4 separate regions of the Mus musculus genome follow, and all the other regions are linked to region 1. The links are chromatin contacts, called in public Hi-C, HiChIP or PLAC-seq and promoter capture Hi-C maps. All regions are on one chromosome and are shown on one strand. Each heading gives the region's core, a stretch centred on a gene start, on an enhancer-like site or on the middle of the called end of the contact. The rest is flanking DNA. Distances are from core to core; before and after follow the strand shown.

Region 1 (7,403 bases), core at 2,698-5,197:
GGTGGAGACAGGGCTTAGCTCACTGCAGACACCAGAATTTAGAACTCACCTGGCTGTAGGCAGGAGGGCAGGCAGGCAGGCAGGCAGGCAGGCAGGCAGGCAGGCGTAGCTTCTAAAATGGGAGGGCATGCTGGTGGGAAATAACTTTGGGAGCAACAGCTGTGCATTACAAAATGAGGCCTGGGAGGTGTGTGCCCCAGAATAATGGCAGAAAACTCAGCCCAGGGCCTGAAATCACTACTGAGAGATGACTCTCCTGCCCATTTAATGAAAAATGAAAAGATTCTTGAAATGACACCCGTCCCTTTAAACAATAAACAACCCTGAAGGAAGTCCCAAAGCCTCAGGTTAGAATATTTAAATACAAGAGTTTATGGTTTAAGAGGGCTGCGATTATCATATAAGATATAATAAGATTGATTGAGCACTTACTGTGTGTCAAGTGCACGTCTAAATGATTGGCATGTATCAACTCAGTCCTTAAAGCAATCCCATGTGGGAGCTACTTGGATCGCTTCGGTTTTATAAATGGGGTTTACAGAGACATGGTTTTTCTTAGTCCTAGCTAGTTGAGGGCCCATGTTAAATGCAAGTCTACACAAGAGTTGGTTTGTCTATTAACCAAACAATGACTCAGAAATGCCATGGCAACCTATATCTGTAGCTCTGCCCTGGAAATGGAGGCAGGAGAATTGCTCTGAGTTGAGGCCACCCTAGGTTGCATGACACTGTGTATTGTAAGTCAGTCTGGGCTATGCAGTAAGACCCTGTCTCATTAAACCCACTCACCTGTAAGCTTCACAAGATTTCCGCTTCTGCAGAAACAGGCCTCCCCTTTACTGGCTAAGGTCTGGATCCTGGCACCTCAGGCTCTTGGCATCTGCTCCACTGAGGTTCCCCTGCCCTAAAGCAGGGTCTTTAAAGCATTCTTTTCCCCAAGACCCCACTGTGTTGAGCACACTAGATACCTTCCCTTTCCTGCCATGATGCTGCAACCTTTTTTGACTTCCTGGCCATTTGCTGCGCCTGAAAAACTTCCACTTTAGGTGTTCTTACATCTTTTCCCTATTGCAGGCGGAAATATCCCGTGTTTCCATGGGGGATGGGGTGATCTGCTCATACCTCTGTTCCCATGGGGACGGGTGATGCTCACAGATCTTCATCGCATGCTTACCATGTTCTAACGTGGTCACTGTGCACCTGCTTTGCTTACTGGACTGTGAGCTTCTTGAGGGATGTGATGGTATCTGGTCTCAAGTCCAGCCTGTGGGGGGACAGAGCCTCTCTAACCTAACAACCAGAGACTGAAAAGCAATCTGTGTCATGTCTAAGTCTGGCAAGAAATAGCACAGAGAGAATCCCACTTACAAGGCAGAATATGAGTATCTCCACCCTCTGGCAGAGGAGCCCGTGTTTCCTCTTTTAACTGTCATGGAGAATGTGGCTGAGTCTTGTGTCTCTTGTTTTATATCCTGTCCTCTTTCCATTTGGATTTTTTATGTCTTGGGCCAGCAAGTGTGGCTTTTTTGTCTTAATCCAACCCATCTCACAGCTGGCTGCAGCTGTGGCTAGAAAGGTTGGTGTTCTACCTTGCCATCCCCTCGTTGGTGTCCTTAGCTCCTCTGAGAGTCATGCAGGTGGGTGCCCCTGAGGGTGAGTCACCTTCCCTTTCTTCCCTTCTTCCTTTCTTTAAGGAAAAATCCAGATGTATCCAGAACCTCCCACGAGTAGTCCTGAATGTCCCTTCCTCCTCCTGTCCCATTTCTCCATGTACTGTGTTGTTGAATGAGCATGTTGACTTTTGCAAGCCCTCCCTCCTGCCTCCCTCCCCACCCCTACTGGGCACACGTGGTCTTTGTGTCTGTCAGTCAGAACGTGCCTAGACTTTGGGCCGTCATCCCAGTCCCCATTTCCTTCTCAGGGATCACCATTTGCCATTCCTCCCCCCAACCTCCTCAGGGCAGGGTTTCTCTGTGTAGCCTTGGCTGTCCTGGAACTCATTCTGAAGACCAGGCTGGCCTTGAACTCAGGGATCTGCCTGTCTCTTCCTGAGTGCTGGGATTTAAGGAATGTACAACCACTGCCCTGACTTGTAAGTTTCTTAAAACAACTCCAAACGGTACGGTACATTTAACGAAAGGGCAAGGGTCAGTCACAACCCCCCAGGGAAGGATGAATACCCCTCATCCAAAATGCTTTGGGGCCAGAAAGGCTGCACATTTCAGAGTCATCTGGGTCTGGGGATACCTGTGTATGAGTGTGTCTGATCTGAAAATTTGAAGTCATTCAGAGTTCACGTCCCCAGGTCTTAATTATTGCTTTATTCATTTAGAGTATGGAGATAAAGATTAAAAGACAACTCTCAGGAGCTGTTTTTGTCTTACCATGTAGGTAGGTCCCAGGGACCAAGCTCAGATTGCCGGTCTTGGTAGCAGGTGGCCTCGCTCCATGAACTGTCTCACCAGCCCTGGGACTTTTTTGAGTGCTGATATGGCACAGAGGTGTTTCATATTTTTTTGAGCATTTCTGATTTTAAGAACCCACACTACTGCAGTTCAGATCTGAAATGCACGATAAGACACACCTGCTCTCTGAAGTTAGCGTGTGCAAATACATCTCCTGCTTTGCAGTCTAACTGCCGTCCTGCGGACACAGGTGAGGGGGAGACAAGCCTTCTCCAGAACCATGGGCCATCGTGGTATGTGTGTGTGTGTAATAGAGAGAGAGAGAGAGAGAGAGAGAGAGAGAGAGAGAGAGAGAGAGAGAGAGAGACAGAGACAGAGACAGAGACAGAGACAGAGAGAGACACACACAGAGAGAGAGGATGAATGAGAGAGCAGCTTCCATTTCTCAGCATCCCCCTGCTTGCTGTGCTGGGCCTGGAACACACCAGGCCAGGCCGGCCTCAGAGGTTTGACCTCACGGATCTCTTTAGATTGTTTCTTCAGCTTGCCTTGTTCCTTGACCTCCTTCTGGTCTTCTCCCACATGTCACCTTCTCAGTGAAGCCTCTTTACCTCCTGTTTACTGCTGCAATACCTCCATCTCCACTTTCCAGCATTTTACCTTACCATTTTCTCTGAGGCTTTTTAAGCACTGTCTGGTAGTCAATTTATTACCTACAGAGATTATGTTTGTGGCTCCTGTCCAAGTGTCTGGAATAGGGCCCGGCATATAACAGGGCCAGGTCAGTGCAAATGCTTTTCCCTGACACAGTCGCTGGCAAGCAATGGGTGCTGCTGGGTTTGCTGCTATCCTGTGGACAACTTATTGACTGAAGGGAGTTTGAAGCACCTGCGAACTAGATAGCCTGCTCAAGGGTACAGATGCAGAACAAGGGTAAGGGCAGAAGGACAACTCAGCTGACTCTGCCCTTTCATCCTACTAGAGAGAGACTGACTAGTCAGCTCTCTTATTTGGGAAAGACTTTTTGGAAATGCCTGTAGTTGTCCCAAAGCTCAATGCACTGCCTCTCTCATAGTATGGCTGCAACAAATGTTTATAACGTGTTTTATTTACTTCAGTGTTTCATTGCAAATAGGGCACAACAGCTCTAGTTCTTTGGGGGTAAATTTGGCAGGCAGGTGTCTGCCAGCCCCCCAGAGTAGCAGTGAACAACCTGCACCAAGCTCTTCCGCTCATCCTCGGAAAGCTTTTCCAAGATGCAGGTTGAGCACCTAGCTTTCTCAGCACGTTGACCGTCGACCGTGAAGGTATCTAGGTGTCCAGTCCCTTCTCCGGTCAGAGGGCTATCCCAGCCTACCTTTCCTTCTCACGATCTGGGAACCCTGGGCGGAGGAAAGTCCCCCTCAACGAGGACCTCGCCAGCGCAGGGCAGGGTTCAGCCCCGCGCGCGGGAGCTGGGGGCGCGCGGTGGTTTCGCGCGGGGATGCGCGCGCGCGCCTGCCTCGCCTCCCTTGCCCGCTCCTGTGCTACGTGCTTTCTTTGTCAATGAGGCGCCGCTCGGAGCTGCAGTAGCTTTCGCGGCTGGAGCCAGAGCCTAGCGATCCAGTGAACCGACAGAGATAGAGACCTGGGCGCAGGGGCGGCGGCGGGCGGCACGCTGCACGAGCTAGGTCCGCGGGTCTCCGTGTCTCGCAGCCTCGCGCTCGAGGTGTAGCATCCGGCCCTGGGGAGGGGACCGGGGCGCCGCCCGTCCCACCCTCGCCGCACCGTGGGAACCCCCATGCAACCCCGGTACCCGCGCGCCTGAAGCCGCGGCTCCATTGAGCCCGCCTCCCACCGAGGCAGGACGAGCGAGCAGCTCGCACCTCCTGCCTCCCTCCGACTCCCGGGCCATGGCCCGAGATGCCCGGTGAGGAGCGGTGCGCGGAGGGCTGGGCTCACCGGCGCGGTGTGGAACGAGGCAGCGGCCTGGATGTATGAACAGTCCCTATGGCTCTGCAGGAGGCGAAGCCCCAGGGCCCGAGCGAAGCTGAGCCGGCAGCGCGGGAGCCCAGGGACCGGCTCCGGGAGCAAGGGCTCTGCGGGGCGGGCGGGATCGCCGCGCGTTGCCAGGGCGTGAGAAGCTCCGAGGCCCGCCGGTCCGAGGATGTGCTGCTGCGGCGGCCGCTGCTGCTGGGACTCTTGCTGCTGGCTGCCCTCTCCGGGCACTGCTGGGCCGACTCCGGTAAGCGCTTGGCAGCGGCTCTCCGCCCGCGGCGGGGTCTGGAGCCGCTTAACCGCGTGGTGGTGGGTGGTGGGCTCTTTGCAGCACCGCCAGGCTTTTATTTGCCCTTAGCAGTTGCACCAGCGGGCGAACTGTCAGAAATCTGTCTCTTGAGAAGGCATCGTGGGCGGTGAAGAAAGAGGCACGTTTTTATCTTTAATTTTTCCTCCCTGGACAAGTTGTAAATGCTTCCTGGTGGTCCCACAAACACGCTTCCTTTAGCTAGACATGGCGTAGTTAGGATAGCATAAAAGAGACCTGTTCAGTGGGATGTTGTGGATGTTTTGGGCTTCCCGTTGCTAGTATTCACTTTGTCTTAAGTGCAAGGAATGACCTGAGAGTTTGAAGCAATTTCTGTGTCAAAATAGCGTTCCCCCGTTGCTCATAACAGGTTCCCCTCCCTTCCTTTTGGGAATGAGGTACTTAAAATAATTGATTGCATTTTGCAAAAGGTTCAGGCATTGATCAAATGTATACCTATTTTTTACAAGAGGCTCGTTGAAGAAGAGTCACTCTTGGTGCTCAGACCACCAACGATCCTTCAGAAACAGATTTCTGTACTTCCGCGGACGATTTTGTGGATCTGTTGTAACTATTTGGGCAGAATTATTCTGCAGAAGTGCTTTGAAACTTACACTGCGCGGCCAGCCATGGTCTTTGAAATAAGAATGATTGCTATGACTCCCGTGAAGGGCAAGCTTCTGTGTTTGTGGTGGAATTCTAGATTATAGATACATTCAGCCTAACAAATGCAAACCTCTCATTTTAGGTAACTGGTTTCTGTAGTGCTGCAGCTTTTAGTGAGGACCAAGGAGAACCGCCCCTCGCCCTCCAACACGTGTCTATGTATGGCCTTTCCCCATATCAGATTGGAAGTCCCAGTTTTGAAGGAGCTTATACCAGTTTTAAATTACGTATTCTGGTGGGCTATATCTATATAACTGTTTAATTTAAAGCCATTTCCCTTTGATTCACTTAAAAGTCACTGACAAGGAGTCTGTGTGTCCAGGAATTTCTGTTGTGATTCTTTCTTGTAGTTCCAAAATTCAGTAGTTGACCTTCTAGGGACTCCGACCCTCTGGCTTTATATATGTGACACAATGTTGAGAGAAGTCATGAAGAAGGCATAAGGAAGCCCCTTAGTGACCACCGGCTGAGAACCACAGAGGTTTTGGTTAGCACTCACCCAATTCTTGATAGTTCTGTAAACCGTTTGAGAGCTTTTATGCCTTGAATGTTGCTCATTTGCTCGCAGAGACTGAGAACTGTTCAGCCATCTGTGACGTGAAATTTAGCTTTCCTGTATTGCCCCATTCAGGCCCATGCCAGCCGATTTTTTTTGACAGGGTTTTGGATTTCTGATCTCCCTTCCAACCTTTGTATTTGGCTCCTTCTCAACCTCTGAGTCTTTGCTTGGCTCATCTTTCAGTCAGCCAGAACCTTCTCTAGGGGACTTGTCATCTTCATCTTTTGCTCTTAGTCTGCCCCCCCCCTCCGCTTTTTTCTTGAAGTATACTGGTCCCGAGACATAGCCTAGGATAGGCAATCAGAATGAAAGTGGGTGTCATTCAAACATCTGTTCTCTGAGGCCTGTTATTTCCCCCCTTCTCATTAGAGTTGGTTTCTCTGTGCTATTGGGGTGCCTTTTCTACTGTCACCTTCAATGCTCAGTTTTCCATGGACAAGACCACCTGTGGCTCCACTGCCTGCCTCTGAGCTTTGCAGCATCCTGTGGCTTTACCACGGATTCCATTTTTATGACTGGCTTCTTGGTGGCAGAGTGAACACTGGGCATCCAGTCTGACCCTTATCACTTCTTTCATATGCTCTCTGATTTCAGCGTCTTTGCAGCCTAGGAGAGGCCTGGGCCTCATACAGGACATCTCGAGAAGTTTGTGGGAGAAAGCACTGTCTGGAGGGAAATGGAAGGCTAGGTGACTCTTGCTGGGGACATTCGACTTTCCTCCTTGTCTGGAGCTTGCTCTGATGGGCAGCTGCAGCTCCGTGCTGTTCTCTGCAGCCTGTGTCTGATGCAGAGTTATCTGAGAGGCTGAGCCAGTGACCTGTCACATTCTGCTTGAAGTCCTGACTGCTTCCAAGCCTGTCATTTACATCACTATGCTTCTTGATTTTTAACAAGGCTAAATCAAGCATCTGCCTTCGTTGGAAAAATGGGCAAAAATAGGTTTGTTTCTAGAAAATACTTCCCGGATTCCTAGCACCTTGGTGGCAGGGCCTTTACAGTGTGTTCTAAGCTGGTTCCACCACCACGCTCCTTGTCCCTTTGCCTGAATCATCATGGGAAGTCTGCAGTCACACTTAGTGCTCTCTTGAAGGCACCCTCTCCCGACTGTGTCCCATGGAACCCCTGCTCACAGGCTTCTGTCACTTCTGTTCTAGGAAAGAAGTTTCTGAAGGGCGATGCCTCTCATTCTCTCCTGCCATCTGGGTTCCAGGCAACAATGGCAGAGTGCAAATCTGTCATCCTACCTTTCCTAACTCCCTCCCCGTTTAACTGACATCTGCAAACGTCTAATGTATCGGCTGTGTGCAGTTGTGTGCAGGCACAGTGCTCATCCCCTGTGGGTCTCTGCTCAATGTGACCTTGGCTTCTGTGACCCTTGTTTCTCTCTCCCATGTGAAATGGGGGTAATAAAAGCTCTACCGCTATTGGGTGGGTGCACTGATTTGGTGACTGCGGCAAAGTCTAAAACAGTGCTTGCCACGTAGCTGCT
Region 2 (7,403 bases), core at 1,553-4,052, 220 kb before region 1:
AGTAGTTTGTCATCATCAACCCAATTATTACCCTTCAAAGCATAATCAACCTTCAGTGTTTACTTTTTAGAAACAGTGTCTTACTAACTGGTATCATAGGATGGCCTTGAGCTCAAAATTATCTTGCCTCTGCCTCCTCAGTGCTAGGATTACATGTTTGCCATGTTTTATGACTTGTGCATGCTTATTAAGAACTTAACTGGGAAAAAAAAAGAAGAAAAGCAAAACAAAAAAACAAAAACCAAACAACAACAAAAAAGAACTAGGGGCTGGAGAGATGGCTCAGAGGCTAAGAGCACTGACTGCTCTTCCAGAGGTCCTGAGTTCAATACCCAGCAACCACATGGTGACTCATAACCATCTGTCATGATATCTGATGCCCTCTTCTGATGTGTCTGAAGACAGTGACAGTGTACTCACATACATAAAATAAATCTTTAAATGAAAAAAAAAGAACTTAACCAAGCTGAGCTTTCTCCAGACTTTACATTCTTCTACTTTTAAAAGCAACTTTCCCACTCAAGAACTTAGCAATCACCAAAGACCTGCAACTATGAAATAAACCTTACAAATATTAAAAATCTTAACAGTATATCCATACTCTAAAATATTCCATGTTTTTTTAAAATCAATACTGCTACTTGAACACTCTTAAGTAAACAGTTGAATCATGATCCAACACCCATCCTCTCAATCTATGCACCTAGTTTTCTGATTTTATTATAGGGATAACTAAATTACAAATACCTTTAAATGCTCATCAAATAACGTAATCATCTTCAGTGCCAATGTTATACATTCAGTCCCATTCCTTGTACCCAAAATACGTATTAGCTATTTTTTAAAAAACATTCCAAAGTATCATAATATAGCCCAGTTTGAAAGATCTTACCAGCCATCTTTGATAGTGAAGTACAAATTATAAAAGGTAGGCTTAAAGAAACATTGTGAATGTATAAAAGTACTGAAAAGCTGTATTTGATTCACACACACACACACCCTGCCCCCAGGGTCTCACTATGTAGTTCTGGCTGGCTTTTGTTTTGTTTTTGAGATAGGGTTTCTCTGTGGAGTCCTGGCTATTCTGGAACTATATCTGTAGACCAGGCTGGCCTGAAACTCAAGAGATCCACCTGCCTTTGCCTCCTGAGTACTGGGATTAAAGGTGTGTACTCGTCTGGCCTGAAGCTCTTTTTTTTTTTTTTTTAATTTATTTATTTTATGTAAGTACACTGTAGCTGTCTTCAGACATTCCAGAAGAGGGAGTCAGAGCTCTAATTACAGATGGTCCTGAGCCACCATGTGGTTGGTGTGATTTGAACTCTGGACCTTCGGAAGAGCAGTCGGGTGCTCTTACCCACTGAGCCATCTCACCAGCCCTGGTCTGAAGCTCTTATGAAAGCCAGGCTGGCCTCTGAATCCTGAGTGCTGGGTAAAGGCATGTACTACCACATCCAGCTGTTTCTAATGAAGCAAAACACTGGAAATAATGAATGTATAAAACTGGTTAATTAGCATTCACCTGAAACAGACAGCAGTATGAACTGTACAAGTGAATTTTTAAATATACAAAAGTATGCTACCATGTCTACAGCTTAACTGGGAAACAGTATTTTCCAGCATGTGAGGCCCTGCGTTCAGTTCCCAGCACCAGAAAAATACTCTGCCATGGGAAAAATAAAAGCTGCCAAAAAAGCATTAAGAAGTGGGGTATAGAGACTAATTCAGCATTTAAGAGCATTTGCTGTTCTTCCAGGTTCCATATTAGGTGGCACAAAACTGGATTTCATCCCAGCTCTGGGGAATCTAATATCTTCTTCTGGTCTCTGTGGCTGCATGCATGCATGTACACATACAGACAGAAATAAAAACCCTTAAAAATTTATTTTATGTATATGAATATTTTATCTGCACACACACACACAAACACACACACACACACACACACACACACACACACATTGTTGGATGCCCTGGAACTGGGGTTATAGATGGTTGTGAGCCACCATGGGTGCTGGGAAATGACCTTTGGTCCTCTGCAAGAGCAACACGTGCTCTTAACCACTTAGCCATCTCTCTAGCCTAATATTAATAATAATACTTTAAAAAGTATCAAGATTTTATAGGCCTAGAAGTTAGAGTGATTAGGTTAAAGGCTAAAGGTAGCTAGGTAGTGGCTCAGACCTGGATGATGAATTCATTTAGTACAGTCTGGGATAGACATGAAATCCTTGTCTAAAAAAAGGAAAGAGATAGACGGATAAAAAGACAGACACATAGGTGCGAAATAGTTTTTCTTTTAACAATTAGAACAGGTTCAGCTTTTCCTCCCATCTTCCTTTTACTTGGTACCATTCATAATGTCTGCTTTTTAAATAAACTATAGTAATGATCCCTGAAAGTATAATCTTATGTTTGCCTTTTAAAATTAGTCTTTTGATCCTACAATTACTTATCCATGTACTAGCTTCAGGAATAAGTGTGAATGAAAGTCTGTGATGGTCAACGTCTGTCCACTAACTCATCCAAGGATATTCTGCTCACTCATCAGAAAACAAATGATTCAAGATCATTCTCTTTTTCCTTCTGATTCCGGGTCTTATTTTGTAGGTTTGGCTGGCCTTGAACTCAAGAGATCTAGCTGCTTCCTGAGTGCTATGATTAAAACATGTACACACACAGCTCAATGTAATTATAGAGATACCATGAATACCAGGGAAATGGCTCAGCAGGTAAAAGCCCCGACCACAAAAGCCTAGCAATACAAGTTTAAACCTAGAACTCATACACGCCAGTGACACACACTTGTAATTCTATACTGGGACAGTGCTAGGAGAGGTGGGGACAGGAGAATCCACCTGAAGGTAGTAGGCCAGCCAGCCTGAAGCGTGCAGCAGCACAGCTGCAGGAACAAAGTGGATGGGAAGAACTCCAAGTCATCTTTTGACCCCCACACAAACCCCTTTAGGATTTCTTAAGTTTTCTTGTAGCTCCCACAACAGTGTATGACAGTACTAAGTCAATATAGTTAAAACTCTACCAGCTGTCTGCATACCCATACATGCGAACATTCATATTTATGCAATATGGCCAAAATTACTTATAAAATACAATATCTTGTTTTGTTTTTTTTGAGACAGGGTTTGAACTCACCAACATATGGCAGCCTCTACAAGGATTAAAAGCATAGGTCACAGGACTGGAGAGACGGCTCAATGGTTAAGAGCAGTGGCTATTCTTGCAGAGCACAAGAGTTCAATTCCTAACACCCACATGGCAGCTCACAATCGTCTGTAATCCAGTTCCAAGTGATTTGACACCCTCACACAGATATACATGCAGGAAAAACATCAACGCACACAAAACAAAAATAAATAAATAATTTAAAAGGAAGCATATGTTAGCATGCATAGTCATAAACTACTGTCTTAAGTACATCAGGAAATGTAAAAATGTATAAATTTCTAAAAGTTCATTATAAGGTCTTTAATTCTTAAGACAGTAGCTTTAAAAACTCTCTTCAATTTGTTTTACTTGTACATGCGTGCAGACATGCCACATGTTAATGTATGGAAGTTGAGAGGACAACTTGCAGGTATCAGTTCTTTCCTTTCACCACGTGGACCCCATGGATTGAACTCAGTTGTCAGGGTTGGTTGAAGGTATCTTTTTAACTGTTGAGCTATACTACAAGTTTGCATAATGGAGTCTTACATCTAGTAGGTTTCCATGATTTAGATATTTACATGAGTATAATAAAAGTCAATTCCATTACTCATTCATTCTACTGAATAGAAACGGTTTTTAGTTCTAGAAACATCTCTTAGCCATAAAAAGGAGAAATTAGAGACTGAAAGTGGAATATAACTAAAAAACTTTCCTTATAAGAAAAACAAAGACAAAAAAAGGAAATGTAAACTTTTTTGTGAATCCAAAATGGATCTGATGATCAAATTATCATAATAAAAATAACAGAAAAATAAATTGCATAGTATTGAATTGAGTACCAGCAGCTCTTTCTCAGTCATTACCTAATCCTGATGAGGCCAGGGGAATACGTACAAAACCATTTCTCTGACCCTTCCCTATACTCCACTGTCCTACCACAATATGTATACAAAGTATAAAATCTAGAGACAAATATTGTACAGGTAAGATTTTCATTGTATAGGGTGGGTTATATTTTTGGAAAACCAGATTCTATTACTTAGCATTTGATTACCAATAGAAAAACAAGAATTGAAATGTTTAATGTTAGTAAGCAAAATATAACTTTTGTATATAATAGTTATTTCAAAAGATCTCTAATTACTGAAAGATTTCATCATGATTTTAATGTCGATCATTTTCCATAAAATGACCCAAGTCTCACAAGAAGTCAAAGTCTTTCTCACAAACTTTCTTTTTTGGAGGGAGGGAGGAGATCAAGAACAATTACATTCCGGATTTTAAAATTCAAGGCAAACAAGCTGTAAACTTTGGCAACTGTGAAGAAAAGTCCATGCCATGTCAGTTAAGCATGGAGGTCAGGGGCACAGCTGATAAAGAGCCACGTGCAAGAGGAAAGAAACTTTCCCAAAGAGAAGGGTACCCAAAGTGTTAGGGAAAGCATATTTAGGCACTGGCCAGCATCAAAAAAAAGAAAAGAAAGTTATAAACAACCAGCAGAGACAGGTACTTTAAAAACTATACTAAAGTATTTCACAGGAACACTGAAATCTTCTCATGTCTGGTGTTGAATTGTAAAAATATAAAAATCTTAAAAGGTAATAATAAAATGATCATAAGTTGGTCAGATGTCTCAGCAGACAAAGCACCTGCCACACAAGCCTAACTGCAAATTCAATTCCGGCAGCAACTTAAGGGTAGCAGAGATCTGACTCCATAAAGTTGACCTATGATCTCCAAACTCTCCACATGTGTAGTCGGTGTGTGCGCACACACAAACAAACAATAGTAACAATTAAAACATAAATAAATAAATAAATAAATAAATAAATGAATAAGAAAGACCTTTAGGGGTTTGACCAACAACATAAAAAGTATAAAACATCTAGCTGAAAAATACTTATGTCAATAAGTATGCTTAAGTCCCATATTGATCCCTCCCACAACTGACATGAGAAAAACAAGCAAAGGCAATACATATGAAAACACACTGATGATTAGAATACTGCCAGAGCATTTGAACTTCTAAGCAAAGCCTCCAGGACATGCCTGCAAAGTTAGGACCTGGGAAGTAGGAGGAAGAATGATTACCAGGAGTCTATGGTCACCCTCTGCCTAAATAAGTTCTAGGCCAGCTTGAATTGCATGAGACCATTTGAACCCTCTGCACCCTCCACTTCCAAAAAACCCTCAAAATCTCTAATAAAGTTGTACTAAAGTTGAAAATTTCCTTTGACTAACCCAATGCTTGTGCAAATATGGGGGAAAAGATGACCAAATGAACTAAGATAAACTGGCTATCAGAGAAAGAAATTGAAAGGACTCTCAACATACAAAAATATGTTCAATCTTCTTTATAAGAGAAAATGTAAATGAAAACTTCCCTGAAATGACCTTTAATTTACCAGATATATTTTGACAATTTCATTATGTGAAATAATTTATTACCCCAAAGTACTGGAAAAGTTAAAAGGTGTAATAACACATTGTCTAAAAATTACTTAAGAAACTGGGTGCTGTCAAAGATTATCAGTTGTACTAGAATTTTAAACTTTAACAGCCTGAATGGAGAACCATTTGGACTTGAGAAATTTCGAACAAATCTTCTAGAGCCTTTGATAGAATATTTCTATTTCTAGGAATTAGAAAAAAATGTGTATAAATGTTTTGCGCAGATCTGTTTGTGCCACTGTACTGAGTGCAGCCTGAAGCATTTCCCTTGTTGGGTGAGTGTGCTCTTGAAGCAGTACAAGCCTGAAGCCAAAAAAGGATGTCAAACCTTTTGGAAATAGGGTTAGAGATGGCTGTTAGCCACCATATAAATGTTGGCTATCAAACTCACATCCTCTACAAGTGCAGCCAAATGTTCTTAACAAACTGAGCCATTGCTCTAGTCCCACACTTCTGGGAATTTAATCTATATTCATACAACTGGAGGTGAAATGTATTACTCACTGGAGTAAAACCTGCAGTAAAGCAAGTTGGGGAAGCACTTCAACACTTTCATGCACAGGAGAAAAATACCTAAGACAGTATATTGTGTGCTAATAAAAAGTATCCACAATTGGGGCTGGAGAGATGGCTCAGGGGTTCAGAGCACTGGTTGCTTTTCCAGATGATCTGGGTTTAATTCTCAGCACCCATGTGGCAATTCCTGGTAACTCCAGTTCCAGGAGAACTGATGGAAGGTACACACGTGATACACATATGAATGCAGACTAAAAGCCCAAAATGAAATAGTCATCTATTAGGGAGAAAATAAAGAAGGCATGCACACAAACACATCAGACATCTTAAAGTTCTTGAGAAACTGAACAATGTTACTGAAAAAGGCTTTGCACCTCAAGGATCTTTGCGTCTTACTGACATGTATTCTAAAGATGTCCTTTAGGAGATAAATACCTTTTTTGGTGCTATATTTTTGTGGTACATGAGACTAAACTTGTTAGTTAAGCAAGCACTCTACCACTAATGTATATCCCTCAACCCTTTGTCTTTATTTTGATACACATACACACCAAGGCTAAATTGTAAAGCCTGACCTTGAACTTGCTTTGTGGCCTAAGCAGGACTTGAAGTGAGGCTCTTCCAGCCAGCCTACCAAGTAGATAGATTACAGTGTAATCATCATGCTTAGGTCTTTTATGTTAAATTCATTAAATATACTGTCAATCAGTTCTTAGTTCTTTTTTATGTTAATGCCATTAGTTCTTATTTTTTATGTTAATGTCATTAAACATACTGTCAATCAGCTCTCAAAACATTTACAAAAACATTTAAGAATGCACAAAAGAAATAAAACATCTATTATAATGCTGAAATTGGATGTACAAAATTGTTCAACTTATAGAGTTAGCATGCATGTTAGTGTGTTCATGCATATATGCAGGTACCTATATCATGGATCCATGCAGAGGTCAGTGGGCAACTGCTAGTGCCAGTCTTTTACCTTCTATCTTGAGATAGGGCCTCTTGTTTGTCACTGTTTAATCAGATTAGCAAACCCATACTTCTGAGAATTGTCTTGGGCTCCACCTCCTATCTCACCTTGGCAGGGCTGAGATTAGACAGGTACATATGCATGCCACTGTATCTGGCAGAAGATGGGTTTTGGGAATCTAAACTCATGCTTGCACAACACTTCAACTCCTTAGGTATTTCTCCATCTCCTAATGGTATTTATTTAAAGTAAAGCTTATGTTCAGCTTCTAAACATCTATTAGAATTGAAACTAG
Region 3 (7,403 bases), core at 2,660-5,159, 200 kb after region 1:
CTGGAAAGAGTCGTCCAGGAGGGGCTGGGTTTAGAAAGGAAGATGCACTCCATGAGCTAAGCCCTGATAGCACTGCAGTCACTAGAGGTGCAGAAGATGAGTGAGAGTCAGCAAAGGAAAGTGAAAATGCAAATAAGGATGAGAGGAAGACAGAGAGAAGCCAAGAGACAGAGCAAGTTTCAGAAGGGACTGTCCATATCAAACACAGAAACTCTGCACTAAAATCAAGCAACCGGGTTCTGTTTTATTCTAGAAGCTCTTGAAACCCTAAAATGAAGAAGAAAAAGCAGAGGTGTGGATTTCACCTCATGTGGAAAATAAGGCAGAGACCCTATGAATTAGTTTTCCTTTTTTCCATAACAGATCACTCCAAAACTTGAGTGCTTAAAACAACCTGCCACGGTTCAGCTCACGATTCGGGTGGGTCGCTAGTTTGAACTCTGCTGGATGGTTTCGGTTTGAACCAGACTGGCTGAATGTTATCTACTTTGTTGCTGACAGCCGTGTCTGGGGTGACCCATAACACTCGGTCCTCTCTCCACATGGACTCCTGTTCTAGCAGATGAGTTTCACCAGACCTTTTCATAGGGTGAGGGTCCAAGGGCAGAAAGAAAATCAGCCCCAAATACAAACACTTCTTGAGTCTCTGTCTCTGTCATATCTATTTCTGTCCTGTTGGCCAACCAAGTCACATGATCAAGTTAGGACACACCGTAGAAGACCTCCCAACGTTAGGTTGCATGGAGGTATGAACAGAATTGGTTCCGTTACTGTAATGGTCGATTCAGCATGGGAGAGTGAGCAAAGAAGACTTGGAGCATGTGAAGACAGACAGTTTGTCTGAAGGACTCATCCATCGTATTGCCTATAGTATTATTCTCCTGATGATCCTTGCTGAGCACAATAAAGCTATGTTGACAACTTATCACCCACTTAAAAGAAACCGAAAAGGAAGAATTACTAAATTCAGATATTGATGTAGCACTTCTGGGAAGAATAAAACTTCTTTTCTACCTATTCAAATTGAGTAATTTAAATCCTGTAGGGATTAATTTTCGAAACTTGTTTGAAAACAAGCACTTCTCCTTGAGTTAGCAAGGAGTCACCGCTTACTAATTAAGTTCAATTATTTATTCTTGTTTTTTTATCAAGAAATGTTAGCTTATGAAATAGAGAGAAAGGGGGGATAGCTATACTGCAGCATGATTTCCACACTCGCTTCATTATCTCACCATAAAAATGTGACTTTACTAAGGGCTGGTCACAGCCTTCCCAAGACTGTCAGGTGAGCCATCTCTGTTCGTGCATATCTGGTCATGGAAGTCGAATATCACTTGTAGATATTGTGTGTGAGAGACAGAGAGACAGAGAGACAGAGACAGAAAAAGAGAGAAAGAGAGAGATGTAAGTGTGTTTGAGTGTGTGTGCATCCACATTGATGTGGAAACTAAAGCTAATATCAGGTGTTTTTTTCTAGGTCTCTCCTTTTTTTCTCACTGAACCCAGCTCTCACAGTTTGTAGGTTAACTGACCATCAAGCCCTAGGGTGCACATGTCTCTGCACCACCCAACACAGGTCCTCTTGCTTTCACAACAGACACCTTACCGACCGGGCCATCTCCCCAGTGCCATTTAGGAAGGTTTTAAGTACCACACCTAAGAGCAATCCCATTATGAATGAGGTTTCTGATTCCCCCATCTTGCCACATCCGTTTCTTCATTCCGGCTACCTATGGACTGACTGCAGGCCCTCCCAAATGGTTCTGCTAGATCAGCCCCCAAATTTTGTAACTGAAAAATCAATGACTTAATAATTATTGATATACTTAAGTTTTTTTTAAAAAAATATTTTAAACATAAGTCTGAGCATTGGTCACAGCTAGGCTGTCTAGTGTCTGCTCAGGTCCCTTCCCTCCTGTATGTAGTCTTGGTGATGCTCTTCTCTGCCTCTGTGGCTGGGATTTATGGGCTGGGGCAAGGGTGATAGATAATCAAACTCCTGGGAACAATAGCCATTTGAAATGGACTTTTAAATTAGTGATGAGCCACACCGTTTAGGAATTGGTTAGTCCTTACTCAAGTCCCACATCTACCCACAATTTCAGCAAGAGGACCATTGAGTTTTGTAACCTTAAATCTCAAGCTCACAGCTGTTGTGTATTAGCTTTCTAAGGTATGTTTACTACCGTCATGTGCACATGCACACCACACGAACACTTTCTTCTATTTTGATGAGGAGTGTTGAGTTGAACACTCACTGTCTATAGAGGCACAGAGGCAGAAACAAAGGGTAAAGCAGATTGGATTTTTTTTTCTCTGCAGAAATGTGCTCATTGACACCTTTCCTCAGAGTGAGAGAAACATCAGAAAATTCTTTCAGGATCAAATAGAGAAAGGGTATGAAAATGTTACAAAAATCACTAAGCAGCTTACAAATGTAAAATAGACTACAAAATACTTCCCCCACCCCAGAGTTAAATGAAAACAATTTTATCCAATAAAGCCAGCTGGAGAGTAGGCGCTGTTAGCTTTCAGCTTCTTTAAACAATTCAAGGGCTTATGTCTCCTCTCTGTCTCTCTTTGTCTCTGTGTGTTCCCCCCTCCCCGACCCCCAGCAGCATACAGTGATCAAATAGCTGTTGGGTACATAATTATATATGTAATAAATGTGCATTCAATCAATTAGTGTCTGATCCACATTTCCCACCTACATACAGTCTTTGTAGTACTAACGTGGTAAAATGTTAACGATTTCTCAGTCATGTTAGTTGGGAGATGCTGTGTTAAGTGAAACAAAACATGGCAGAATTGACCAGAGCCTCTGCCACCTCAGTTAGAGGCATCCAAAGAAGGATGCAGTGAACATTTCCCAAGCCCTGACAGGAAGGTCAGCCTTTTCACTATTTACCCCAAGGTGGGCTGAGGGGGAGCACACCTCCAGAGGCAGCAGTCAGGAGCCCATTTTCCCAGAGTCCTAGAGGTGACAGTCCAGCCCTGAAGAAGGAATGAAGGCCCTGTGATCTGCTCCTATCTGAGGCTGCTGCCTGAGACATATAGGAGGGTCTGAGGTGAGGGTGACTTGTTGCCACCTTGCTTAGTCCTGGAAACTACTCTCGGCCTCCATGACTTTCACATCTCTCACTTTCTGACCAAGGCGAGCCATCTCCAAATCAGCCACCATTATTACGACCAGTGACAACATTTGAAGGCACTCAACACAGTCTCTGGGACCTAGAGGGTCCCCCAGATGTTTGGTCTCAGATGTCAATAGTTTCGTATGATGCTTTGCCCAGAAAAAGGCAACAAAAATATTTTTCCTGGAGGGATGTACAGCTCAAATTAGCTTATATTTCAAAATATAAGCAATGACTAGTCAGGAGTGTGCAGGTGTGCAGCTCTGAGAGCGTGAAGATCCCGTGGTGAGGAGATGGAATCTGTAGCCGTCACGTAGGTCAGTGCTGTGGTGAATAGGCAAAGAGTTGTGTGCTTTTTATGCGTGACTGAAGATGCTCATGTGACCAAAATACTCAGCATCCAGAGAGCTGTGTGAAGGGAAGGAACACTACACAGACAGAGTCACTGCTATTTCCAAAGTCATTGAGGTGATGGATTAATGAAACAAGAGATGCAACTGCAGGCTGGGCTCACTGAACTTGTCCAGAGAGCTCAGAACAGTGAATGTACTTGAGAACAACCAGCCAGGCGCCTCACCTGGGAGGGAAGAGTGTGTGGGTGAGTGCGACTGTAGGTGGCTTTTGTTTCTTTTGTCTCCTGGATCATTTCTTCTTTGCCACTGAAACTGGAATGAAAGGCTACAGACATAAACTGTGCAAATAAAATAACCTTGAGAGGAGGCTGCTCTACTCGAAACTTACTGTCTACCCTGTTGCTATGGTTACCTCCAGCAGGTCGCCCAGTGAGAATGGCTCTGTCATCAGCAACGAATCAGGAAAGCCCAGCTCAGGGAGGCGCTCACCCCAGAATGGAATGACACAGCAGAAAGTGACAAAGGAGGAGTCCAGAAAGAGAAACGGTGAGACGCTGCCCCATCTAGTACCTTCCCTGCCTCTCCTGTGTAAGCACGCACATGCTTGCACACATACACGCACGTACACTCAGTGTGCGTCCATCCCAGGTGTCTCTATTCTGCCCTGTGAGTCCTGGAGTCTTTTGTGAACTTTGAGTGATTGCTGCATCCTTCTCCATGAATTGGTCTCACCTCCTCGACCCCCTATTTATAAGGAAGTTATTGACAGGGGAAAATTTGTTTTGGAAAAAAGTGATGTTTGCTTAGAGCCTTTTCTAATTCTTGGGTGAAATGACATGATTTTCAACACCAAGTCCAACAAACTGACAGATTTCCAAAATCCCTATCTTGGAGGTTTTCCCCCAACTTCCTTCCCTTAACCCCTTAACAAGTTTCAGGGGTTCATTGTGTACTGGTGAGTCTGACTAACAAGTTTGTTATTTAAAAAAACCAACAACACTAACAACAAAAAATGTATTATACTAAAACAGCAAATCAGCCCTGTTGGGTGTGGTTTTGTGTCCAGCTGTAATTTCAGCTGCTTAGAAGCCTGAAGCAGAAGGACCCAAAGTCTGAGGCTGACCTGTACAACTTAGTGAGACCCTACTTCAAAATTACACAGCACAGTGGTGGAATGCTTGCATCTCCCTAGGTTCAGCCCCCACTATCCCCTAATTAATTAGTGAAAAATTCAGTGTATGACTGATTCTCCTGGGATACTTAAATGTTTCATCTCACTCATGAAATAAGAGTTAAATAAGAACATTGTTAATACAACGTTGGATTGGAGGATGGAACAAGGGAAGGACGAAATCAACAGTGGAATTGTGGAGAAAACAGAAGTGCACCTTTCATCATCTGACAGGCTACAAAAAGAGCTGAATGCTTTGTATGCAAATATGGCCCCTGTGGACTATTCAGATACTACCGCCTAGTGGTCTAGTGTCCAGTCTAGAGCTGGGGTAACTAGGGTTAATTAGTAAATGTTAGTGTACAGACCATTCTTGTTTTCCACCAGGCTTTCTGCATCTGTGGCTTCTGACTCTTGTTCTCTGGTGAATATGAACTTATAAAGTAAGGAAAGCACAATGCTTTACCAGCAAAATGGCTGGTGTGGGTCTTTGTGGTTCCATGGCTTCACTAATTAGCCTAGCTGTGAGATAATTCTAGAGCCCACTTCATGTAGTTATTTAAATAGAGTGAAAAAGTTGGGTGTAATAGGTAGGATGTTGAATGGAAAAACAACAAAACCAGCTTGATATCAGGTGTGGTGGTGTCTCATGCCTATAATCCCAGCACTTGAGAAACTGAGGCAGAAGATTGCCGTATGCTCAAGGATACCTGTCCAATAAATAAATAAAAATCGACAAATAGGATGTCTTTCTTAACAAGTACAGGTACTTGAACTTCTAAGCCAATGCATTATTATCTCTAGGAAAGGGGGATTGCTTGCATGAGTGTGAGGGGTTTCTTACAGGAACAGAAATGACTCTCAGACAGCTCATCACCAAAGTCCACCCCAGCACGGGTGACAGCTCACAAAAGCAGGAGAGCTGGAGCACACAGCACAGCCTACAGGAAGCTCCACAGGTTGGAGTGTGGAGACCTGACACCATGGAAATGAAAGCCATGGAAGGCTTTTGCAGTAGTTGACCAGGAAGTAGGTGATGAAGGTGGCCAAGTATATAAGATGCAGTAAAACTGTCCTCTAAAAATACATATGCATGTGGTGACATTTCTGATAGAGATTTTCCTCTGTCATTGGCTGCTTTGGTGACCTTGTATTTGCAAACCAGTCCATGAAACTTAAAAAAAAAATTCATCTATGAATTTTTACTTACTCCTGGTCTGTAAGTTGTTCTAGATACATTATAAAATAAGTACTTCCTTGATTTAATTTGACAGATCTTCTGTGATTATAAATGACAGCGAGATCTACACACCAGGTTTCTCAATAATTTAAATAACACCCCAGGTCCCTTGAGCAGGTAGGAGGAAAGATGGACGCACTTCAGTTACATTCATATTTTATGTAACACCTATTTTGCTTCCAAACTGCCTCCTAGTTCAGTTGCTTAAGCAGGCCTAATTTATCTTGCTGAGCCCGTTCAATAAGCTGTCCTTCTTCTATCTACTTCATGAGAATACGATTTAAAAACAAGTAACTCAGCTAGATATGACTGGACTTGAAGCCCCTTCTGTCAGCTTAGTTATGGAATCACAAAGCCAACTTGTGTCTTGCAGCCGGCACGGCAGAATGCTCTGTCAGATGGGAGAATTAATTTACCAGCACGTAGGAGGCAATGAGTCCGTGTAATTAGAGGAGTTGTCTGTGGCTGTGAGTTAGTTCTCTGGTGGTGGTTATTTCATAGCTTTCTGTTGTTATAGACAAGTAAAAGAATGAAAAACCTAAGTCGTTTGAGAAACAGCCTTGGGGCAGGGAGGGGGGAGGAAGAGTGCGAGAGCATATAACCACAGCAGTACATGTGGCTAATTGACCTGGGCAAACTTGTCACTTAAAATCGTGCAAAATGTGGCCGCTTTATCAGCAGAGACTGGACTAAATGCTGTTGTTCTGGCTGTGGGCAGACTTAATAGATGCAGGTTTGGCCAAATTCACTTTTCTCATTTATTTAAACAGAGAATGAATTTACTTTTTATTGTTTTCAACTGTGTCTTGCCCCTGTTTTGAAAGAATTGTTTTCTTCTGTTTAACTGCAACCTTTAAAATTCTTCCCTACTTACTGATACTATAATAACTAGATAACTCTGCATTTAGAGATCCCTCATATCTCAATCTTGTAGCTCCCTACGTATTAAACCCCACGTGTTTGTGCCTGGCTTTAGTGACAGCGAGCGATGAAGAGGAGGGAGCAGGTCTCTTTGACAGCGCTGGCAAGGCGGCAGCAGATCCCTTTGACACCTCTTCTGGATCTGTGCAGCTCATCGCTATCAAACCATCAGCTCTGCCCGTAGTGCACCCTGCCTCCGACAGGGGACAGGAGTCCTCAGCAGCGCTCAATGGCGAGGTAAGCACCCATGGCCTGGGTGGAGAGTCTAGCTGGACCACAGGGATTCAATGATCCCTCGGCAGGCTGAGTACAGCTCATGTCCAGTGGCCTCCATTTGTACCTCTGCACACGCCAGGTCTCAGTGATGGAAAATCCACGTCATCTAGAGAGTTTTCACAGCATCTTCCCACCTACAATGACCTCCTTTCTCCCCAACCTATCATGAGTGTAGCCTGCAGCCTTTCTATACTGCACTCCCGCACACTTCGACTTCCATTAGGATCCATGTTGTCGGGGTAATAAGAGGAGGGTGAACTGAGAGGAGAGGAGTGAACTGTCACTCGGGCAAGGAGCTGGCCACTAGA
Region 4 (7,403 bases), core at 2,919-5,418, 160 kb after region 1:
TCGGCCAAAGCATCTTCAAGCTTCACACTGATGCTCAGCTTTGCTTTGAAGCAACCTGCCTCCCCTCGTTCAGTAGTGAGGTGCAGCTCCAGGCAGGCAGGCAGGCGCCGATCCATCCAGCCTACCTGATTTTTTTTTTTTTGAAAGTATTCAGAATATATGTCCTTGTTATCAACAACCATGGCTTTGCTGTAAGCGGCATTCTCGTTATGGCTGATTGACTTAATAAACCTAAAGCTGTTTCCCTGAGCTCTCCCCTCTGCAAGTCTGGAATGCAGAGACTTCTTACACTAGCAAGCTCATAAGCGACATTCCTTCATCATCAAGACTGTGGTGTGTGCATCCCGGTCCAGTGACAAACTTTTCCTTTTCTCTCTTTGCAGTGGAAACCTCTGTGTCCTCCAAAGGAGAACTGTCAGCAACTGCAGCAGCCACCGCCACCACCACATTGTTTCTGAGAAGATCAAGTCCAGCGCCACTGTCTGCAGCACTCACTGCTAAGGGCACTGGCAGCAGCAGCAGCAACTTAGCCAAGAGCAGTCTGACCACTGCTCTAGCTAAAAACGTCACCAACAAGGCAGCATCAGGCCCAAAGGTGACAGCAGGGACCATCCACACAGCCTTCCCATTCACACCAACCTACATGCTTGCCCGGACAGCACACAGCCTGAGCACACACACAGCCATGCAAGGGGCAACAGGCTCTGTGTCCGGCCTGTTGTCCACAACACACCTCCCCAAGAAGCCACAAGCCATGCACACTGGTCTCCCTAATCCTACCAGGCCAGACACACCCAGAGCATCCACGCCCCGTCCACTGACAATCACAGCTGCGCTGACGTCCATGACGGCATCAGTAAAGGCCACGAGGCTGCCATCTTTACAGACAGGAAACACAGATGCTGCTTTTCCGGCTGTGTCTACTGCAATGGCCACAACTGGCAGAATGGCATCCAACTTGGACTGTCAGATGTCCCACAAGTTCCTAGTGAAGACAGGTAAGAGGTCACTGTCTTATTGTTCTGCAGTCCTGACTTCAGAGATGTGATAGAAAGTGCCAAATCAGTGCTTGTCGATCAGGCACACTCTTGCCCGCCCTTTCCAAGAGGCACTTGGCTTTGCCATTATAGTTGTCACGCTTGGGGAGGGGAGTAGTACTTGGAACTTGTAGGCACTTAGAATTATGTTTAACATTCTCCAGTGCTCAGTAATGACTGTCTGCAGCTGGGGACAACGCTCAGTTGCTAAAGTGCTTAACACAAGGAGCCAAGGTAACCTCTTTGAGTCCGTGTTTTTCAAAAGCTTGGTATGATAGTTTATAATCCCAGAGCTGGGGGAGAGGAGAAACAGGCAGACCCCTGGGCCTCACTGTCCAGTCAATCTAGCCTACTTGATGAGCTGCAGTGAAAGACCCTCTCTCAAAAACAAGGTGGGTAGTACCTGAGGGATAACCTGGACTTGTCCTCTGGTCTCCACATGCAAAGACATACATAGAACACAACTGAATACATACATGCACCTGCACTCAGTTGAGTGTGTGATGTACATGCACACTCACGTGCCACATGGATGCACACGCACACACATGAGGTGGGAAGGCAGAAACAGACTAATCCATATGTCAAGGTTGAGAGACCTCAACTCTTAGTTTCAGAGGAGGGAACATTAGATGACATGGATTCTAATCTCAGGATTGGTTCTGACGTCAGAGGTGCCCAGGAAAACCCCAAGTACTCCAGTGGGTCAGGGAATGTCAGAATGCAGCGTGCTTGGTGAAGTACACCAGGGATGTCTCACATGAATAAACAATGTGATTCATTTAACACAAAGTCTTGGGAAGTCCTACACCATTCAGAAAGACTTTCCTAATCGACAGAGGCCAAGTAGACAGTTAAGACACAGGAGGAAGCCAGAATTTCTTTTGATGTCAGGTAATTTCTTTGGGGCTGGTGATACTGGAGCCATGAGCAAAGTGGGGTTGCTCTCTCCTTTGCCCCACTCCCCGGCTGCAGCAAGCCTAGCAGGCATAGCGTGCTTCCAGTAGTGTAGCAGTATTTTCTATAAAAAGCATTAGACAAATTATTTGAAAGAGCACGCCAGTGTTGAGTGCTCACGTCCTGCCTTCCTCCTCGACCCACAAAGAAAGAAAGGAAATTATATCTCGAGACATATCTTATTCTAAAATGGGAAATCGTGAAGCTAGGCGCAGCAGAGAATACAGTATCTCTTTCAGTTTCTCAAAATTATGCCATCTGGGTTTTATCCTCCACTCCCCTCTCCAGATCCTTACCTTCTCCCAGTCCCGCTCCATTCAGAAACACCCTCCGGGCTCCTCTTCCCTGCCCCGGCACTAGCCTTGGCGGACCATGGTGACCAGACACCAGCTCTTCCCACTCTCACTACTGAATATCCCTTTGCTCCATCACCCCCCCACTGCCACCTGCCTAGTGCCTGCTGTCACCATCATTTACTTGAAATTTCTGCAACCCTATACACATATCTGTCTTCATACCTGTCTTCTTCAATCTGTTTGCCAGCCTGTAGTCCAGAGAATCTTCTAGAATGCATTCCTTTGTTTTAAATCCCTTATTTTCCATCTCCCTTAGAACCAAACTAAACACGTACACTGACAAGGTTCACCTCCTCCCCACCCCCATGCCTCTCCTGGATCTGGGAGTGTGTGGGGAGGGGTCACAGTCTCCCCCACCCTAGCCTAGCTGACTGCTGCCGCCCTTGGAAACACCAATCCTCATGGAAACCTTCCTGTATCCAAAAGCCCTGACACAACTCTGTTGTTCTCATAGCGACTATTAAATTCTGTCACTGGTGCCGTTTGCATCCCCCACCTGTGAAGTGGACCTGACCTCTCCCTTCTGGACCCAGGGTTGATTAGAGCTGTAGAATCCAGCTCAGGGACCATCCATCTCTAAGCACATTGTCAACAGATGCTGTTACAGAAATGTGGTTGCACGCTGACTCACTGGGGACCAGGCATATAGGGGCTGGTCCTCAAGGACCGAGGCAGCATGGTTTAGAAATGGACTGCCATCAGCAAACCAGCTCTTTGGCATTAGAATGCCATATATGGCTTGGGCCTTAATTAGGACCAATAGTCACTTCTCCCAGCCTGTCACCTGATTGGGTGACCTTTGCTTATTCAGCTGTGCTCTGGATTTGACGGACATAGAGGCTGGGGGGCTGCTTGTTTATTATGCGGTTCATTCTTGCTTCTGTTTCACTCCACAGTTTTCTTCCTAACTCAGAGGAGAATACAGAGCAGCGAGTCCTTGAAGCTTGGGGTAACCAAAGGGCTCACACAGGCATTGCGGAAGGCTTTCCACCAGAACGACGTCTCCGCTCACGTAAGTGCCTTGCTTTCTAAATGCAGTTTTGTTCAAGCAGCTCTTGGGTCCAGAGTGGGAGTAGATGTCTTCCTCCTTGGTAGATGCCACACCCACACTTGCCAAAAGTGGAATATTTTTGTCATTTTGGCTGGTAGCTAACATCTTGTGGCTGGAGAAGGTCATCTCAAGATGAAAACCTGAGACTAATTACCTTATATTGCTTTGATACGTTAAAACAATGTCCCACTGTTACATCGTTTGAGGAATATTTATTATCCTCTAGAAGGTGCCCATCACTGTTTTCCTTTTGTTTTCTCTTTATTGCCTGAATAAATACTGTTTACGTCTAGACATGTAGCAGGTATAATAAAGCCTAGGAGACATTTGCGTGTTTATAATCCCAGAACATGAGAGGCTGAGACAGGGGGAATGGACCCAAGTTTGTGGCTACCTTGGGCTACAGACTAAGTAAGATTCTGTCTCAAAAGTTCAACCCTGAAATCATTTGTACTACTAACAACAACAACAACAAAAGCCCAAATTGCTCAGATCTGTAAGAAGAGTTCCACTTTGTTTGGTGTGCCAGCAGCAGACAGGGAAGTAAACATTTTTCCCTCCAAACACTTTCATGCCAAGTTCTGCCTAATAACTGCTGGCTGGTTTCAATGGCACAGCCAAGTAACGGAGGCATTGTTTTTCAGTCTTTTGGGTTCATCCCAAGTAAATGCAACTGGCAGTCAGCGAACTCCCTTTTGTTCCACTTAAACATATCATCTGGCTTCCTCTTTCGATGGTCTGGGTGACAGCTGCACTCAGGATAGGGGTCCCACCCCACCCGTCACACAGAGGACCAGGGATGAGGTTTTGGCACATCCTCTATTGGTCATTGTCAGTCTCTCTTTTAGGATTCTAAAAAAAGAAATTGAGAGGAAGAAGGAAGGGTGAGAAGGAGGGGAAAGCACTCTTCACTGTGTGATCCCTGCGCTGGGGACATCAACATTTTTAATTCAAAAGTTAACCATGTAACTGCTTCCCTTCATCTGCCTGCTATGGTCTCCACTGACCCGCAGCCATTTTCCAATGACCCCTGTAGCTTTGGCTTTTCTGCACATAATTACGGACCACTGCAACAGCCACGAATCCTTAAACATACTTGGTGCACTTTGTAAACTTAGCACGTTTCTTTTGATACTTTTATGGTAGCACAATGCAATTAATACACGACAATTAATTAGTAAATCAGGATCATTTGCCATTAGTAAGTGGTAGTGGCAAAAATAGCCTGCTAAGTTCCAGTGAGCTGCTGCTGCTGCTGCTGCTGCTGCTGCTGCTGCCTGCACAAGGCCAGGAGGCAGGCCTTGGCATCCCCTCTGTTCAGTTACTGGTTGATGTTTTTGTTCATGTTTTAAAGACATGCAAGGGTTAGAAGTATATTAAAAGCAAATAGTCTATGGACCAAGGCTTGTGCTTTGAAGTAATTAAAAGGGCTGGAAAGTTCCCAGCTTGCTCACTGGGTGGGTTGTTGTTCTTTGGGGCCATGTTCCTGTGCCATCTTGAAGCTCCCTGGTTAGTCATTTTAAGAGAAGAGCCAGTGGAGAACATACGTTGGAAGGACCAAATTGCACCTCCCATGTAGCAAAAGCAGTTTTCTTGGCTTCTTTGAAAACTTTTTGTGACCTGGGGCCTTGTGCGTGTTGGAGAAATGGTCTTCCCCTAGCCTGTCTCCCCAGTCCTACAGGACACTGATACAGCTGCAGGGATCAGGGGAGCATGCAAAGGTTAAAATAGCTTCACATAAGAATACGGTTTCACAGCATGAAGTCCATGAGAGACAGAGGTGGTGCTGGGCATAGTCATGACCTGTGTATTGGTTAGTGTAAAGCATGGTTTAGATGGTAGACTGTATGTAATCTGGGTTTTATAACCATGAATAACAGAAGGGAGGCTGGGGATCCACTTAGATGGGTAGAGCTTTTTGTCTACCATACACAGAGCCCTAGGTTCCAGCCATGAACACACACATGTACAAACACCCATACTCACACTCACACACACACACATGCATATACACATGCATACAAACAAGCCATACAAACTCCACATGCATGCACACACAAACGCCCACAGGCATGCACAGACACAAATGCAACCCACTTGAGCATAGAAATGAAGAGATTACAAAGCAGCATCTACTCTGCATACATACATCTGTATGAATATGCATGTATATTTCTTTACATGTATATAGATATATATACACAAAATATGTGTTCCTGGGTAAAGATGATTGAAAGAAGATATACCTTGCAGGTGGTAATGGATAATACCTGAGGCAACTGTCATTCTGTTTTCAAAACTCTTAATTTTATGGTAAACATCACACTCAATTTATTAAAAAAAACAAAACCCACGTTTAAAACTGTAAATACGACTATCCACTGGGAGAGAGAGGGCTCAGACCATGAATGTTCATTAAGATTTGCCTGTGAGAGAGCCCTCTGATTCATCCCCACCTAGGCCTTGAACCAGTAGCTAAGTCAGGGATGGAGCCAAGTCTGAAGGCCTCCTCTCTGCTACAAGGGGAGGACTCCACTTGAGTTATTTGTGGCCCATCCCCAGAAGGTACCTACCTCACTTATCATCTCTGCCTTCTGACTCCCAGGAGTGGGGAGATGTAACATTTTCCAACCAGCACTCTGTCCCTTAGTCATCCCTTCTGCCTGCTGTCCCCTCTCTGACTTGGATGATAGTACTCATTGGATTATATTCAAAACACTCTGGTCCACTCATGGCAAATCCTCTTGGTCCATCCACATAGTCTCCACGCCTTCTCTCTTCCTTTCCTTCATCACTCTTCCTCCCTCCCCTCCCCTCCCTCCCACCCCTTCTCTCTTTCTCTCTCTCTCTCTCTCCCCCCTGACAAGTCATGTTCTAATTTACTCCCTGCCCAGCTATCTCATCACATTATTGACCAACCAGAGGTGATGGAAAACAATCTTCACATATAAATCAGCGTCAGAATGAATGCACAGTCCCCCAACATGAGTTTTATCTTCTTGTGTTGTGATACTTTGGAACTCACACGTGCACCTCATGGGGTCGTTAGGATATTTGTTCAATGGGAACGTCTAGTCTTCCTAAGTAACAGCTGTGGCTCTGAGAACGCAGAGAAGAACCTAAAATACTGTGGAAATAAACAACGAGTTCTCGGTGGGGGGTGTCCATTTGTTTTGTAGGTGGACATTCTGGAATATTCTCATAATGTCACAGTTGGCTATTATGCTACCAAAGGGAGGCTGGTGTATTTGCCTGCTGTGGTGATGGACGTGCTGGGCGTGTATGGAGTCAGCAATGTCACTGCCGACCTGAAGCAGCACACTCCCAACTTACAGTCTGTGGCGGTGCTTGCCTCCCCGTGGAAGCCCCAGCCTGCAGGTGCCTTCCAGCTGAAGACAGGCAAGTCACCCAAAGGAAAAGGTCCCGTCATTCCAGGACCAGACAAGAAGACCTCTGTTTAAAAGCCCCACTGCTGACGGCTTCTCCACGTCTGTAGTCCTTATACCTTCAAACTTCCCTGTTCATCAGAGGTCCAAGCCTCCTGCCTAATGGTTGTAATCCTGGCTTTCTTAGATACATTCCCCATAGAGGCTTTTCTTCCCAGTCCACATGCTTGTGCATCACAGCACAGAACACCATGTCTCCCCAGGTCCTATCAGTGGCCACTACTAAGACTTGAGTGCCTGTGAAACCTATAGTAAGGTCTTGGTTGTTATTGAAGGGGTCTCCCAACAAAGGCTTTGACATCTTTCTCTCAATTCCCTTTGTGATTTCTGACTTGCAAAGTTTGTAAACCACAAGAGTGGAGAATCCTCTGCAATGGGAACTGTCAGCTTAGTGATAAAGGACAATTGACGGTCACCATCCACAGAAATAGATGATACCGTCATCTTTGAGCAGATGTCTGCAGAGTCTCATGGGATAAATCATGATATCCTTTGTGTTGGGGAGAGCCTTGGGTTCAACCATGCTTTTAATTCTTCTCTGCAATAAATCATCTTA

Evidence for each region. Promoter capture Hi-C pulls out the DNA fragments that hold promoters and counts their contacts. A called contact is a pair of places that touch in the nucleus more often than the background predicts. HiChIP or PLAC-seq counts read pairs in DNA pulled down with a chosen protein or histone mark.
Region 2: a promoter capture Hi-C map of trophoblast stem cells shows a contact between it and region 1, with 2.3 times the contacts expected there. The contact joins the enhancer-like site here to the promoter of D430041D05Rik in region 1. A contact is called at or near these places in 2 of 39 promoter capture datasets (the C10 cell line and trophoblast stem cells), 1 of 484 Hi-C or Micro-C datasets (bone marrow-derived macrophages) and 1 of 9 other capture datasets (liver).
Region 3: an H3K4me3 HiChIP or PLAC-seq map of forebrain shows a contact between it and region 1, with 7 times the contacts expected there. The contact joins the enhancer-like site here to the promoter of D430041D05Rik in region 1. A contact is called at or near these places in 11 of 39 promoter capture datasets (the 3T3-L1 cell line, 3T3-L1-derived adipocytes, the HPC-7 cell line and 7 more), 5 of 484 Hi-C or Micro-C datasets (the G1E-ER4 cell line, cerebral cortex, cortical neurons and 2 more), 13 of 115 datasets of contacts at active chromatin or transcription factors (SST interneurons, T-cell acute lymphoblastic leukemia, VIP interneurons and 7 more) and 3 of 9 other capture datasets (adipose tissue, liver and pancreatic islet).
Region 4: a Hi-C map of cerebellum shows a contact between it and region 1, with 2.0 times the contacts expected there. The contact joins the enhancer-like site here to the promoter of D430041D05Rik in region 1. A contact is called at or near these places in 13 of 39 promoter capture datasets (the 3T3-L1 cell line, 3T3-L1-derived adipocytes, cranial neural crest and 7 more), 12 of 484 Hi-C or Micro-C datasets (the C2C12 cell line, CD4 T cells, the N1E-115 cell line and 8 more), 9 of 115 datasets of contacts at active chromatin or transcription factors (the SCID.adh cell line, SST interneurons, VIP interneurons and 6 more) and 3 of 9 other capture datasets (adipose tissue, embryonic stem cells and liver).

What each region holds. Positions count from the first base shown.
Region 1 is chr2:104,407,155-104,414,557 of GRCm38.p6, reverse strand. D430041D05Rik (RIKEN cDNA D430041D05 gene) reads left to right here and starts at 3,947. Exons shown (of 21, transcript NM_001368844.1): 1 at 3,947-4,629. The coding sequence starts at 4,395. It overlaps Gm35606 (a long non-coding RNA gene), which reads right to left and starts at 1,035. Exons shown (of 3, transcript XR_374847.4): 1 at 433-1,035; 2 at 50-144.
Region 2 is chr2:104,625,505-104,632,907 of GRCm38.p6, reverse strand. The region is part of intron 3 of Cstf3 (cleavage stimulation factor, 3' pre-RNA, subunit 3); the gene reads right to left. Among named protein-coding and RNA genes, the nearest start is that of Cstf3, 39 kb to the right of the region's middle. Within about 2 kb of position 2,802, at least 5 of the 459 cell types and tissues checked have an H3K27ac peak or open chromatin away from gene starts, as enhancers often do. A contact at or near this core is called in trophoblast stem cells, where this site is marked.
Region 3 is chr2:104,204,712-104,212,114 of GRCm38.p6, reverse strand. It overlaps D430041D05Rik (RIKEN cDNA D430041D05 gene), which reads left to right. Exons shown (of 21, transcript NM_001368844.1): 13 at 3,906-4,033; 14 at 6,875-7,056. Among named protein-coding and RNA genes, the nearest start is that of Gm22501, 20 kb to the left of the region's middle. Within about 2 kb of position 3,909, at least 77 of the 459 cell types and tissues checked have an H3K27ac peak or open chromatin away from gene starts, as enhancers often do. A contact at or near this core is called in the G1E-ER4 cell line, SST interneurons, cerebral cortex and 5 more, where this site is marked.
Region 4 is chr2:104,248,551-104,255,953 of GRCm38.p6, reverse strand. D430041D05Rik (RIKEN cDNA D430041D05 gene) reads left to right here. Exons shown (of 21, transcript NM_001368844.1): 3 at 384-998; 4 at 3,247-3,362; 5 at 6,581-6,800. Among named protein-coding and RNA genes, the nearest start is that of Gm22501, 24 kb to the right of the region's middle. Within about 2 kb of position 4,168, at least 8 of the 459 cell types and tissues checked have an H3K27ac peak or open chromatin away from gene starts, as enhancers often do. A contact at or near this core is called in VIP interneurons, cerebellum, neural stem cells and 1 more, where this site is marked.